2 separate regions of the Danio rerio genome follow, and region 1 is linked to region 2. The links are chromatin contacts, called in public Micro-C maps. All regions are on one chromosome and are shown on one strand. The core of a region is the stretch at or near the end of the contact, and the rest is flanking DNA. Distances in the headings are between cores, read along the strand shown. Region 1 has its middle 310 kb from the start of dhx15. Region 2 overlaps ppargc1a (peroxisome proliferator-activated receptor gamma, coactivator 1 alpha).

Region 1 (7,796 bases), core at 2,007-4,506, 400 kb before region 2:
AGAGTGACAATGTCAAAACTCAGAGCTTCTGGTAGTAGCCAGAATAGCAAAGTCCACTAAAGGAGGTCGACCCTTCTTATATATGGCTCCTGAACTCTGGAATAGCCTTCCTAACAATGTCTGATGTTGAGACAGACACTCTTTCAGTTCAAAACAAGAGTAAAGCTTACACACAATGCGCCACATAACTGTAGGATGTGTGAATATTTTGACCAGACGGTTGACCACTTGCTTTCACTTTGGAAAGGCAATTTGCATCAGTTTTTATGGATTGGCCAAAATATACTCAGCCACTACCCTCCAATTATCAGTTTGCTGTGAGTGAAAGATGTGAGGAAGAGTGACAATATGTCAAAACTCAGAGCTTCTGGTTGTAGCCAGAATAGCAAAGTCCACTAAAGGAGGTCGACCCTTCTTATATATGGCTCCTGAACTCTGGAATAGCCTTCCTAACAATGTCTGATGTTGAGACAGACACTCTCTCAGTTCAAAACAAGAGAAAAGTTTACGCACAATGTGCCACATAACTATAGGATGTGTGAATATTTTGACCAGACGGTTGACCACTTGCTTTCACTCTGGAAAGGCAATTTCCGTCAGTTTCATGTATTGGCCAAAATACACTTAGCCACTCCCCTTCAATTATCAGTTTGCTGTGAGTGAAAGATGAGAGGAAGAGTGAAAACATGTCAAAACTCAGGGCTTCGGTTAGAACCCAGAAAAGCAAAGTCCACTAAAGGAGGTCAAACATTCTCACATATGGCTCCTAAACTCTGAAAAAAGCCTTCTCTGAGATCATAGGAAGATTAAAGAGCTATCTTTTTGTAAAGCTTACACAAAATGCATCACGTAACTGTAGGATACATTAGCAAATATACTATGAACAGCAGGTATGCTAATTATTTTTATTGCGCTCTATTTACACCTGGGGATGCCCATACTGAGGCCTCTAGCGATTAAAAAACGGCTATAATCTTGTCATATAGAGGAGCGTGGCTAGATCTGCTAGAGGTGAGGTATGATTTATAGCCATTCTGGAGGTCACGAGCAAATCAGCTGTTAGTATTTTGACCAGGTGGTTGAGGACGAAGAGGGCATTTGGCCCTCTAGAAAAGGCCCAGACCGGAGTGTGTTTAAATTAGCAGCCACAAGGACGCCGCTGTTCCTCTGCGGACGCTCGTTCCATATATGTACATAACAATTATAGCAGGTTTTCTCCCAGAGCGATCCCCAGCACGCCATGCTCATAAACTGGAAGTCCGCGCATAAGATTGATCATAAAGGACTGGCTCATTAACAGAGCCTATTAACCATGTCCGTGTGTTCGCTCCCGAGAGCCGCGTGGGCCAAACTGGATGGACACGCCACAATATGAAGACTAATTACCTTTGAAGAGGGACTGTTTCTGGACTCCAGCGGCTGATTGGCATGATTGTATAGATTCGGTTCTGTGTCTGTATGCTGGGTTTTATCTGAGGCTTGATTTGTGGGAATGTGATAGAACTGAGAGATATAATGTGATGGAATGTAGACGAATGTGATTTTGTGGTGGGGTTTGGGCTCAGAAGGAGGGTCTTTTCATCATCTGTAAGACTGTAGGTATTATTTTATTGGATGGATAGCTACCCCATCTGAATTAGTGTATAATAAAAACTCAATAATCTGTAATTTGGTATATTCAAATCTATAATATGAATGATTTTACTTGTTTATTTATAATTATTGTTTTATATTTTTTATATTAATACTTATTAGTGAATTGATTTTTATTATTTCATTTATTACATGTAATATAAAATTATTTAAAACGGCTATATTTATTTATTATTGTTAAATAATAATAATAATAATAATAATAATAATAAAATAATAATAATAATAATAATAATAATAATATAATAAAATAATAACAAAAATAACAATAATAACAATAATAATAACAATAATAATAATAATAATAATAACAACAACAATGATATTAATAATAAAACATTTGTTGTTGTTATAAACAATAATATTTAACAATTAAAAAAATCTAAATATTAATATTTGTTTTCTAATGAAATAACAACAACAATATCTGCAATAATAATATTATAAAATTTGTTGTTATTAAAACAATAATATAAGACAATAAAATATAAGAGTATTAAGAATAATTTCTAATAATAACAACAACACCTGCAATAACAATAATAATTCAAACAATAATAATAATAATAATAAAAATAATAAAACTTGTTTTTATTAAAAATATTTAAATAATAAAACAAAAGTTGTTGTTATTAAAAATAAGAAAAGGATACAATAAAATACAATAATATTAAGAATAATTTTCTTATATAATAACAACATCAGCAATAATAATAATGATAATAATAATAATAAAAATACTTGTTGTTATTAATATAATATAAGACAATAAAATAAAATTAAGAATAATTTTCTAATAAAATTACAACATCTACAAAAATAATAATATTAATAATAATAAAATATTAATAAACATTTGCTGTTATTAAAAATAATAATGTCAGACAATACAAATTATAATATATATAATATTTTTTGAAAAATAATAGCAACCTCTGCAAAACAAATCAAATTTTTAAAAATAAAAATTATAATATTAAAATATTTGTTGTTATTAAAGATGATAAAATATGACAATAAGATATAAGAATACTATGTATAATTTCTAATGAATAATAACATCTGCGAAAATAATATTATTAATAATAATAAAATATTTGTTGTTATTAAACTTATAATTTAAGACAATAAAAATAAGAAAATTTTCTAATAAAATAACAACAACAACACCATTGGAATAATAATAATAATAATAATAATAATAATAATAATAATAATAATATATTATTATTATTATTATTATTATACTATTCTTATTTTTATCATTAATAATATTAATATTTACAATAATAATAATAATAATAATAATAAGGTATTTTTGATCTTCATATGTGGTGTGGCCTTTGTTCAGTTGTGCTGCTGTGATTTATCTGGAGTGAAATATAAAACCACTGGCCACCCGTGACTTTCAGGACTCGCTCATGAAGAACAGCTTTTGTAGCTCCTCAATGAAATGTCTGTATGTCCAACCCTTGACCTACAGCATGCAGATAGCAAAACGCTGACAGACGAAACCCCGTCCAGAGATTTGAGAAAGGAAGAAAGGGCCGGAAGCTTGTCTTGTATGCGTCTTGTGCTGTTTTTATAGCAGCATATGGTCACAAAGCTGTAAAAAGCTTGGATCCAGAAAGAGACAGGTGGCTTTCGCTCTGCTGCTCCACACAGACCTTGCTCACGGTTGCCATATTGACTCTGAAAAATACATTAAAGAGTTAATGCAAAAACACACACACACCACTACACGGTACATTATGCTCTCACACACGCTCCATTAATTAGAGTACAAAATAACACAACCAAAAAAAATCACACAATTAAAACATTGGCCTGTTTACAAATGGCCTGTTTTACAATATACAATTCTATAGGTACAACAATACACAAATCAATACACATATAACACACTAAACTAAATTGAAATAAAAGGCTTTCTGCAGAAAAATGAATGAATGAATGAATGAATGAATGAATGAAGAAAGAAATGAATGCTTTAATTCAAGTCAAACTAAAAGAAACAAGGCTTTCTGCTGAAGAATGAATGAATAAATGAATGAATAAATACTGTTTTGATTCAAACCAAACTAAAATAAATTAGGCTTTCTGCAGAATGAATGAGTAAATAAATAAATGAATGAATGAATGAATGAATGAATGAAGCTTTGATTTAAGCCAACCTAAAAGAAATAAGGCTTTTGATGATGAATGAATCAATGAATGAATGAATAAACGAACAAACAAATGAATTCATAAATAAATGGGGCTTTGATTCAAGCCAAACTTAAAGAAATTGCAGAAGAATGAATGAATGAATGAATGAATAATAAAAAAAAATACTTCTTTAATTTAAGCCAAGCTAAAAGGAACAAGGCTTTCAGCAGAAGAAAGAATGACAGAATGAATGAATGAATGAATGAATGAATGAATGAATGAATGAATGAACAGTGCTTTGATTCAAGCCAAACTAAAAGCAATAAGGCTTTTGCAGAAGAATCAATACATTAATGAATTAACAAAGAAATTAACAACTGAATGAACAAACAAACAAATAAATGAATGAATGAATGAATGAATGAATGAATGAATGAATGAAGCTTTGATTAAAGCCAACCTAAAAGAAATAAGGCTTTTGATGATGAATGAATGAATGAATAAACGAACAAACAAATGAATTAATGAATAAATGGGACTTTGATTCAAGCCAAACTTAAAGAAATTGCAGAAGAATAAATGAATGAATGAATGAATGAATGAATGAATGAATGAATGAATGAATGAATGAATGAATAATAAAAAAAAATACTTCTTTAATTTAAGCCAAGCTAAAAGGAACAAGGCTTTCAGCAGAAGAAAGAAAGAATGAATGAATGAATGAATGAATGAATGAACAGTGTTTTGATTCAAACCAAACTAAAAGAAATAAGGCTTTTGCAGAAGAACCAATACAATAATGAATTAACAAATAAATTAACATATCAATAAACGAACGAACAAATAAAAAATAAATAAATGAATGAATAAAGCTTTGATTCAAGCCAGACAAAAAGAAATAAGGCTTTTGCAGAATGAATGAATGAATGAATGAATGAATGAATGAATGAATATATAGTGCTTTGATTCAAGCCAAACCAAAAGAAATAGGGCTTTCTGCAGAAGAATGAACAAATGAATGCATAAATAAATGAATAAATAAATAAAAACGGTTTTAATTTAAACCAAACTGCAGAAGAATGAATGAATGAAGGAATGAAATAACTGACAATCTTACTAAATACATTTTAAGCAATTACAAAGAAACTTCAACAGAAGCTAAATGTGCTTTTGTTCCTATGTAAAACATACCCAAATAATCTTTTAAAATACATACAGTATAATTTACAGCGTATGACAAAATGTAAAGCATTTGCTCAAAATGAGAGTTGACAAGTTAAGTTCGTGAAAGTCTTAAACCATTTGACAGTGCTGGCTATAAACTATACAGCTGCTTTTAGTTTTACACTCATAAAAATACTTTTAGTTTTTCCCTTTTCTATATGATCATTTATTTTAGTGCCACGTTTGGTCACTCGAGACCCTTTCTTTGTCCTGTAGATGCGAAGAGATATTTTTAAAGAGAGCTAATGCTCGAAAAGTAGATTTATCAAGAAGACAAATAAAGTCAAGTAGGCCAGTTTAGTAGCTCTAGTTTCTCATCCAAATATCTAAGCTTTTTCAAACCAAGAAGCATTTTCTACACTGTAAAATATACACACAGCTTCTTCATATTGTCCCAACACAAATTAATTATGTTATCTTAATTATTTTGACAAATTTAAGTGGATTAAACATAATAAAAATAGGTTGTTTACATTTAAATAGTAACGGTTAAAGTAAATGATCTAAATGTATTTATATGTACATTTATCTTCTGGGTTAGAATATAGACAGACCCATCCACGTTAAACAAATGCTGAATCAAAACTTTTGAAAATCCTGAATCAATATTCAAGTTAGTTTTGCACGCTAGAAGACCAATGACACCATGGCTGAAGTGTTTCTGTTAGACAGATAACGTTCTGTTTTACAACTCTTTTAGTCACGCAGAGCTGATGTGGATTGTGTTGATATGGATGGGTTATATGCACAGAAGTGTTGTTCAGCCACTGAAATCTTCCAGTGAAAGATTAATGTGACTATTTTTAGTTTTATAAGGGTCCTTTAACAGCATCGACAATGTCGAATTATATTTAGTTTAACAGTAAAACATCAGTAAATAGCGCTATTCCACCAAGCCAGAGCTGAAGTTGGTTTTATATCCACATTGATTCATTTTTGAACAATGACAGCCTGTGACGTGCTCACTATAGTGTCTACCGCTACTCTGAATATTCACTCTGAAATAGAGTGTAGATCAGTGGTTCTCAAACTGTGGTACGTGTACCACTAGTGGTACGTGGGCTTCCTTCTAGTGGTACACGGAGGAATGAAAAATGTCATGTACATGCTACATATAATTCAAAATTTATTAAAAATGATGTATATAATATGCCATATATTATATATAGGCTATATTTCTGAGGTAATTTGCCAGGTTTTTAAACTGTGCAGAGTTGTAGCTGCTTTACTGGGCCAACTACGCTACTGTATTTCAATGCTGCTCATTTTGGTGGTTCCTGGAGAGACAATTTTTTTCTAAGGTGGTACTTGATGAAAAAAGTTTGAGAACCACTGGTGTATATGGTTAAGTAATAAGAGTAATTCCTGCACGCTGCCGGCCAAAAACTAAGCATACAGTAGTCACTTTAAGACAAAGGGCCCTATCATACACCCGGTGCAGTGTGGCGCAAGGCGTGGCGCAGTAGTCTTTTGGTAGTTTCAGCTTGGCGCAAGAGTCGTTTTAAGGCGTTGCGCTAAGCTGTTTAAATAGCAAATGCATTAGCGCTCATATGAGCGTCCATAGGCGTTCTGGTCTAAAAAGGAAGGCGTTCTGAGGCGGACTGCTGGCGCGTTGCTATTTTGAGAATCTATAATAGATTTTTCATTCGACCAAAACTAACCCGGTCTAAACTCCAGCGCAGAGTTGCGCCTCGCTTACGCACTGCTTCATACGCACAAGAGAGCAAAAGGCAAATATCTTTACATATGAAAAAAATTTAAATATTAAGGATATATATAGGATATAATAAGAATAGATATAGGATATAAATATAAAGGATTAAAATATTACAAAACATATTATTTTCTAGCCTACATAAATATGAAAAATCACTGCTTTTATGTCTTCTTCATCTCGGGAGGCTTTTTCAGTTCATTCATAACAATTTGCTTTTGTATAATGTTAATATTATTAGCGCTATTATTTATTATATCCATATTTATATTTGTTTTATTAAACACAAGCTTAGATTTGTCCAGCTGTCAGGTTTGAGACCATATGGGGCACAGCAGGTGTTTTAGGATATAACTCAGGTTTTTGAGCACATTTTGTTATTATTGTTCATTTATTTGTTTGCTGGAAATTAGAACTGAATTTAGAAATATTTTTGAAACGAATATTTGTGCTTAACAAACAAAAGTATTTATTTATAGGCTAATTGAGGTCTGTGCGTAAAGGTTTCCCTATCCAAGAGCGAAAGTAGTTCTATAATCTTTCATTCTCATGCAGTAGATGCTCTGTTTAACAGTTTTCTGTTAAAAAACTGTTAACTGTTTGCTTGTGAAATGCTCATTTTTTTCCACTTAGACTTACTTTGCGTCCTGTAAATAGCGAATAAAATAATATAAATAGCGAAAATAGCGAGTAAATAGCTCTGCGCATGGACCATCAAAATAGAGCCCAAAGCGTGTGAGAGTGAGACCAGTGATCCTTGCATTCATGAAATAATACACATTATGACAAGTTTTGCTGCTTCACAACTGTAAATGTGCTACATATAATTGGGAATTGTAGTATTATAAAGTAACTATAAAGTGTTCTACCTGGTGAATGACATGATCTAGTGTCTACTGTCATCTTTACCCAAGTGGTAATCACTGCAGAGCCACATGGGCAGAGCTGAGCTCCAGCTCCTCCTTGCTGTACTTCTTCTACTAGTGATGTCACTAGGGTGTGTGTTCGTTATTTCAGGAGAGGTGGCTTTGGACGGCAGGGGAAGGACTGTTATTAG
Region 2 (6,900 bases), core at 2,344-4,843:
GTGTCGCCAGTATAAAAACAAAGAAAACCTATATAATGTCCCCACAATTCATAAAAACAAACCTGTGTGTGTGTGCATGCATTTGTGTATGTGTGTGTCTATGTGTTTGTATATGTATGCATGTGTGTACCTGTGTGTTTGTGTGTCTGCTTGCTTGCTTATGTGTGTGTGTGTGTGTCTGTGTGTTTGTTCATGTGTGTATGTGTTTGTTTTTTCGTAAGTGTGCATGTGTGTGCATGCGTGTCCATGTATGTATGTGTTTGTGTGTGCATGTGTTTGTGTGCATGTTTGTTTGTGCTTGCATGTTTGTGTTTGTGTGTGTTTTCATATTTGTATGTGTGTATGTGTGCTTGACTGTGCCTGTGCATGTGTGTGTGCATGTGTGTGCCTTTGTGTGCATGCATTTGTGTGTATGTGTGTGTACATGTGTGCATTTGTGTACATGTGTGTGCATGTTTGTGTGTACTTGTGTGTTGCTGTGCATGTGTGTGTCTGTGCATGCATATGCCTGTGCATGTGTGTGTGTGTCTGTGCATGTTTGTGGCTGTGTGCGTGTGTGTGTTTGTTTGTGTGCATGTGTGTGCATGTTTATTTGTGTGTGACCCTGTTTGTGCTGTTCTGATGGCTGTAACATGGTTTTGTTTCCTTTGCTTTGGGACACACACACTGTGTTCTGCCAGTGGAACAAATTTGTGGCCGTCATCTGACGGCTGCTACCCAGAACTGAAGCAGCACAGGTGGCGTCCCACATGAGAGCGTTCCTCCATGTCTGGGGACACGTTACACATGGGGTTTTCCTTGGACATCGGGGTCAGACTCTTCAATCCTGTTTTATGAGTCTGGCTTGGACAGCTCGTGGTGGAAGCTGCAGTGATGTGCTGCCAAATGTCATCTCTGCCGTGATAAATATAAGACATCAACAGTACAACCAGTACTGTCCTAGGGTTTAATGGTGGCTTATGTTTTGCTGATAATTTAGGGGTGACACAGCTCATGTATTAAAAATGCATTGTACTGTATATACTGCTATAGAACTGACTGAAGAGGCCATTACAAAGTTATTATCAGTTTTAGGAAGTTTTAGGATTTACTTTGTGAACGACTGATCAAGTGTCTTCAAATCTTGAAATACTGTAACAAAATTAATAAAAAGGGCATATTTTGCTGCAAATGACAACAGGACAATATATATCATACGTAATAAAATTAACACTTATTACTATTATTATTATTATTATTATTATTATTATTATTATTATTATTATTATTATTATAGTATTATTATTATCATCATCTTCAATTATTTATTTATGATTTAAATTATTCATTTATTTATTCATTCATTCATTCATTCATTCATTCATTTATTCATTCATTCTCCACAAAGAAATGTTAAGTGACCCAGATGAGGCTTGAACCAGCGACCTTCTTGCTGTGAGGTGCTAGCACTATCTACTGCGCCACCACGTCACTGTTATTTATTTATTTATTTATTTTTAGTTCATTTATTTTTATTCTTATTTATATATTTATTTAATCATTCATTTATTTATTGTTTAGTTATATTTATTTCTTATCATTATTTAGATATTTGTTTGGTATTTATTCATTTATTTATTTAGTTGTTTGTTTATATATTTATTTTTATTCGAATTTTTTTATTTATTTAATCTTAATGCATTTATTAAATTGTTTTATATTTATTTTTTATTATTATTTATATATTTATTTATTATTTATTTATGCACGTGTTAATTTATTGTTTATTTTTATATTTAGTTTTTATTGGTATTTATTTATTTATTTATTTGTTTAATGAATATTTATTTATATGTTTATTTATATGTTTGTTCATTTATTATTTATTTACATATTTATTTATTTCAATAGTTATTTATTTAAAGATTTATGTAAATTATGTATTCATTTTTTCATACATTCATTCATTCATTTTCTTTTCGGCTTAGTCCCTTTATTGATATGGGGTCACCACAGTGGAACGAACCGCCAACTTATGCAGCATATGTTTTACGCAGCTGATGCCCTTCCAGCTGCAACCCAACTCTGAGAAACATCCATACACACTCATTCACACTCATACACTATGGACAATTTAACCTACCCACTTCACCTGTACCGCATGTCTTTGGACTGTGGGGAAACCGGAGCACTGACTCCACACAGAAACACCAACTGATGCAGCCGAGGCTCAAACCAGCGACCTTCTTGCTGTTAAGGCAACAGCGCTACCTACATGTTTTATTAATTAATTTATATATATATATATATATATATATATATATATATATATATATATATATATATATATATATATATATATATATATATATATATAAATGAATCAAGTGCACATTTAAGCATGTATGTTTATTAATACATTTTAATAATTGAACCATGACATGCATTATTGAATATATTGCAATATTTAAGACATTTTAGATGTTGTATGAAGTCAGGAAGTGCAAGCACATGTGTCTAACAAAATTAACTTCTAATTAAATTAAAAATTAACTAACTTCTAAAAAAAAAAAAAAAAAATTGCAAAATCATATATATTTCCATGTTGGTGTCATTACTTTCAGCATATTCATAGAGTTATGTTTAAAAGATGACCACATTGAGCATTTTAATGAGCATTTTAATGAGTACTTCTAAATAATATAGCAGTTCTATTCAAATCATCTCATTTCAACTCTATTTTGGCTCTTTAACACACAGTCAAGCCTGAAATTATTCAGCAGGCAAATTCTGACTTGTTTAAATGTAAATAAAAGACGATAAAGGTTTTTTGTTTTCCACAATGATGTCTCTTTTACATTGTCTTAGTATCATTTGGGAGAAGCCTTTATCATTTCCGGTCCCCAAAATAAAATTGCTGGTTGAAAAAACTTTAAATAACGTATTTATATAACCTTTATAGAAATAACTTTAAGTCAGAATTTGTCATGCGGTATGAGCAAATTCAGTCTTGGCTGTATATAGAGTCGAATCAGTATAGTGTTTGGTGCCAAACTGTGACAGGAGTGAATTATTATGACATGTACAAGCACCCAAACGCAGTCACCCGTACAGTAATATTCACATTTTGTTACGTGTCACCAGTCGTAAGTGCGGGATAGCCTTTGTGGGCTATTTTTAGTGTAGGATGGTAATCTCTTCTAAGAGCCTTTCAGGGCCCGTCTCTTTCTAACCTGGCCGGAAATGCTAAGCCAATAAGCCCCAAGCGTCTGGCTAGACTCTGGGCCGGGAGAGAAAGTGAGTCCCGGTGCAGGCGTTTCCTGGATTATTTAATACTTCGGCATCACAGGGAGGAGGGGGGGGGGGGGGGGGGAGTTTGGATCTCTGAATTCCAGGAACGCTGGTTGTTTCAGGGCTTATGCACTGCAGGGTACAGAGTGTTTCGGACATAGCTTAGTGGCGTCACAGTGCAGTTTTTAACAGAGGGGGTAAATTAACAAACAAAATGCACAATGTCTTGAATTTGAGGAATGAATGCCATTGCAGGAGACACATTCAATTCATCTTTATTTCTATACCGCTTTTACAATGTAGATTGTGTCAAAGCAGCTTAACATAACAGTACACTAACAGTCCAGTTTTCAGAGTTGAAGTTCGGTTCCGTTTAGTTCAGTGTGGTTTAATTTTCACTGCTAAAAGTCCAAACACTAAAGAGCAAATCCATCGATGCGCAGCTCCACAAGTCCCAAACCAAGCAAGCCAGTGGCGACAGTGCCAAGAAACAAAACTTTTGATGAAATTAAAGGAACAAAACCTTGAGAGAAATCAGAAGGAGTGTGTCCTACAGGTGGTTGTCAAGCTCACTCACCTGCATGGAGCACACTAGTGCATCATACCGTTATGTTGCATTGTCTGAATGCTTTACTTAAAAGTTTAATCTAGTTTTAAACTGAGAGAGTGTGTCTGAACCTCGGACGTAATCAGGAAGGCTATTCCAGAGTTTAGGAGCCATAAATGAGAAGGCTCTGCCTCCTTTAGTTGGCTTACATTGGATGCATGAACAAAACTTTTGCTGAAATTAAAGGAACAAAACCTTGAGAAAAATTATGTGTGTAAGAGATTGTGTGAAGCTTGGACATTATCAGAATGGCTATTCCAGAGTTTAGGAGCCATATATGAGAAATCCTGACCTCCTTTAGTATACTTTGCTATTGTGGGTACTACCAGAAGGCATGAGTTTTGAGATATTGTCACTCTTCCTCTCATCTTTCTCTCACAGCAAACTAATGGTTGGAGAGGCGTGGCTAAGCATAGTTTGCCCAATCTGTAAAACCGATGAAAATTTACTTTGCAGAGTGAAAACAAGTGGTCAACCTTGTCAAAATATTCACACATCCTACAGTTATGTGTTGCATCGTGTATTAGGTTTACTAAAAAGATAGGTCTTTAACCTAGTTTTGAACTGAGAGAGTGTGTGTCTGAACCTCGGACGTTATCATGAAGGCTGTTCCAGAGTTTAGGAGCCATATATGAGAAATCTCGACCTCCTTTAGTAGACTTTGCTGAGTACTACCATAACCCCTAAGTTTTGAGATATTTTCACTCTTCCTCTCATCTTTTATTCACAGCAAACTAATTGTTGGAGGGGCATGACTAAGCATACTTTACCCAATCCATAAACCTAATAGTAATTGACTTTCCAGAGTGAAAGCAAGTGGTCAAAATATTCACACATCCTACAGCTATGTGATGCATTGTGTGTATGCGTTACTAAAAAGATAGTTTGGGAACCCCTGGTCTAGAAAATGCTTCTTGATTCAGTCCTTTTTAGATGTTTGGACCAGAAACAGGACATTTATTTTGCAGTGCAGTGTATTCATCTGTAGTTAATACAATATATACAGTATTTTCTTGCGCTATATAACATGTGGGCATATGTTAAGAGCAGCTGAGTGATGCTTTAATTTATTTTTTCTTAAAAAATGCAGTTTTTAGCATTTTGTTTTAATTCTATATGCATATCTGCATCATACATGTTTGTAATTTGTATCCCAGATCAAGACAAAGCTTTTAAAGGTTTAAAAGCATGCATGGATTCATTATTGTGGCTTCATTATTTTGAAAATGTTTACAGATCTTGCCATAAATGCAGTAGTTTGCAATTATCCTTTGTTCATTGCATAATAATAGCAATATACACATCACCGTCAGACTTGTCCATTTGGCAGATGTGATGTCTGGTTACTGGATTAAATTTAGCACTCAGGATTCTTTGTTGAAGATTACCGGGTCAGCACATCCTTTATTTTTTTATCAACTGATGGTTTATTAAGTGCGGCAGCATGGTGGCTCATTGGTTAGCACTATAACCTCAGAGCAAGAAAGTCACTGGTTTGAGCCTCGGCTGGGTCAGTTGGCATTTCTGTTTGGAGTTTGCATGTTCTCCCCATGTTGGCATGGGTTTCCTCCGGGTGCTCCAGCTCTAAAGACATACACTATAGGTGAATTGAATGAACTAAATTGGCTGTTTAAGTGTGTGAATGAGTGTGTATGGATGTTTCCCAGTACTGGGTTGCAGTTGGAAGGGCATACGCTGTGTAAAACATATGCTGGTTTATTCCGCTGTGGCTACCCCTGATAAATAGGGGACAAAGCAGAAGGAAAATGAATGAATGAATGTTTATAAAGTGTGCTTTATATAACATATTTATTTAAATACTAAAAACTGATGCATTTTGAACATTCATTTACATTGTTTTTGGTGTCTGAAATGCAAGACCAAAGAGAAACCAAAACACCAATAGTGGAAAGGAAAAAAAAATCGGTTCTGTTTTCTTGTTGCCATGTAAACATTCATAGTCATCACAGAGTCATCAGAGTGATAAGGATCTGTGCTGACCATGTCTCCAACCACACACCTACACTCCAAAAAATGCTGGCTTGTCATAGTCCAATATTGGGTCTGTTTAAAAGTACAGTTCACTCAATACTGAAAGTTCTGTCAACATTTACTCAGCCTTCACTTCTGAAAATATTCATTCATTCATTTTCTTGACGGCTTAGTCCTTTTATTAATCCGGGGTCGCCACAGCGGAATGAACCGCCAACTTATCCAGCAAGTTTTTACGCAGGGGATGCCCTTCCAGCCGCAATCCATCTCTGGGAAACATCCACACACACACATTCACACACACACACTCATACACTATGGACAATTTAGCCTTCCCAATTCACCTGTACCACATGTCTTTGGACTGTGGGGGAAACCGGAGCACTCGGAGGAAACCCACGCAAAGGCAGGGAGAACATGCAAACTCCACACAGAAGCGCCAACTGAGCCGAGATTCGAACCAGCGACCTAGCGACCTTCTTGCTGTGAGGCGCCAGCACTACCTACCTACTATAAAGCTTGTTTGGCATGCTCTCCCGGGAGAGAGCCCTGAGCTCATAAGCTCCTCGAGCATGGGGCTCCCTCCCGTTTGCAAGGCTAGAGGGGAGTTTGAGCTCAGGTAGATCTCGAGAACTTACTAGGTGCATGTCTATGGTGCTAATTTGGGGTTTAATTTGATTTTGAACTCCGCACAGAAACGTCGACTAGTTTGGTAAGGACTAGAACCAGTGATGTTCTTGCTGTGAGGCAACAGTGCTAACCACTGGGCCGCTGTGCCACCCCAAAGTCCCTTTAAGGCAAGTCATTTTACTCGGTGGCCATCTTTGAAACGTCTCTCAGGCAGTATGCTCGGGCACACTGTTTGAATGGGGAAACATCAAATTCTCCAAAACTACTTGCTAAGCTTACGATTACATTACATATTAGGAATAACCAATAAAATTAAACAACAGCTGTCTATTTAGTTTCATTTCTAAATGTTCATATTACACAAAAACTTCAGAAACTCACGTCTGATTCGAGCCCCTCCC

What was found. Hi-C and Micro-C count contacts between places; a contact is called where the count stands out from the background.
Region 1: a Micro-C map of caudal fin shows a contact between it and region 2, with 4 times the contacts expected there. The contact joins two enhancer-like sites. A contact is called at or near these places in 2 of 18 Hi-C or Micro-C datasets (caudal fin and embryo).

Annotation. Positions count from the first base shown.
Region 1 is chr7:76,596,386-76,604,181 of GRCz12tu, reverse strand. No RefSeq gene overlaps it. Among named protein-coding and RNA genes, the nearest start is that of dhx15, 310 kb to the left of the region's middle. Within about 2 kb of position 3,256, at least 3 of the 62 cell types and tissues checked have an H3K27ac peak or open chromatin away from gene starts, as enhancers often do.
Region 2 is chr7:76,197,229-76,204,128 of GRCz12tu, reverse strand. The region is part of intron 2 of ppargc1a (peroxisome proliferator-activated receptor gamma, coactivator 1 alpha); the gene reads left to right. Among named protein-coding and RNA genes, the nearest start is that of ppargc1a, 36 kb to the left of the region's middle. Within about 2 kb of position 3,593, at least 3 of the 62 cell types and tissues checked have an H3K27ac peak or open chromatin away from gene starts, as enhancers often do.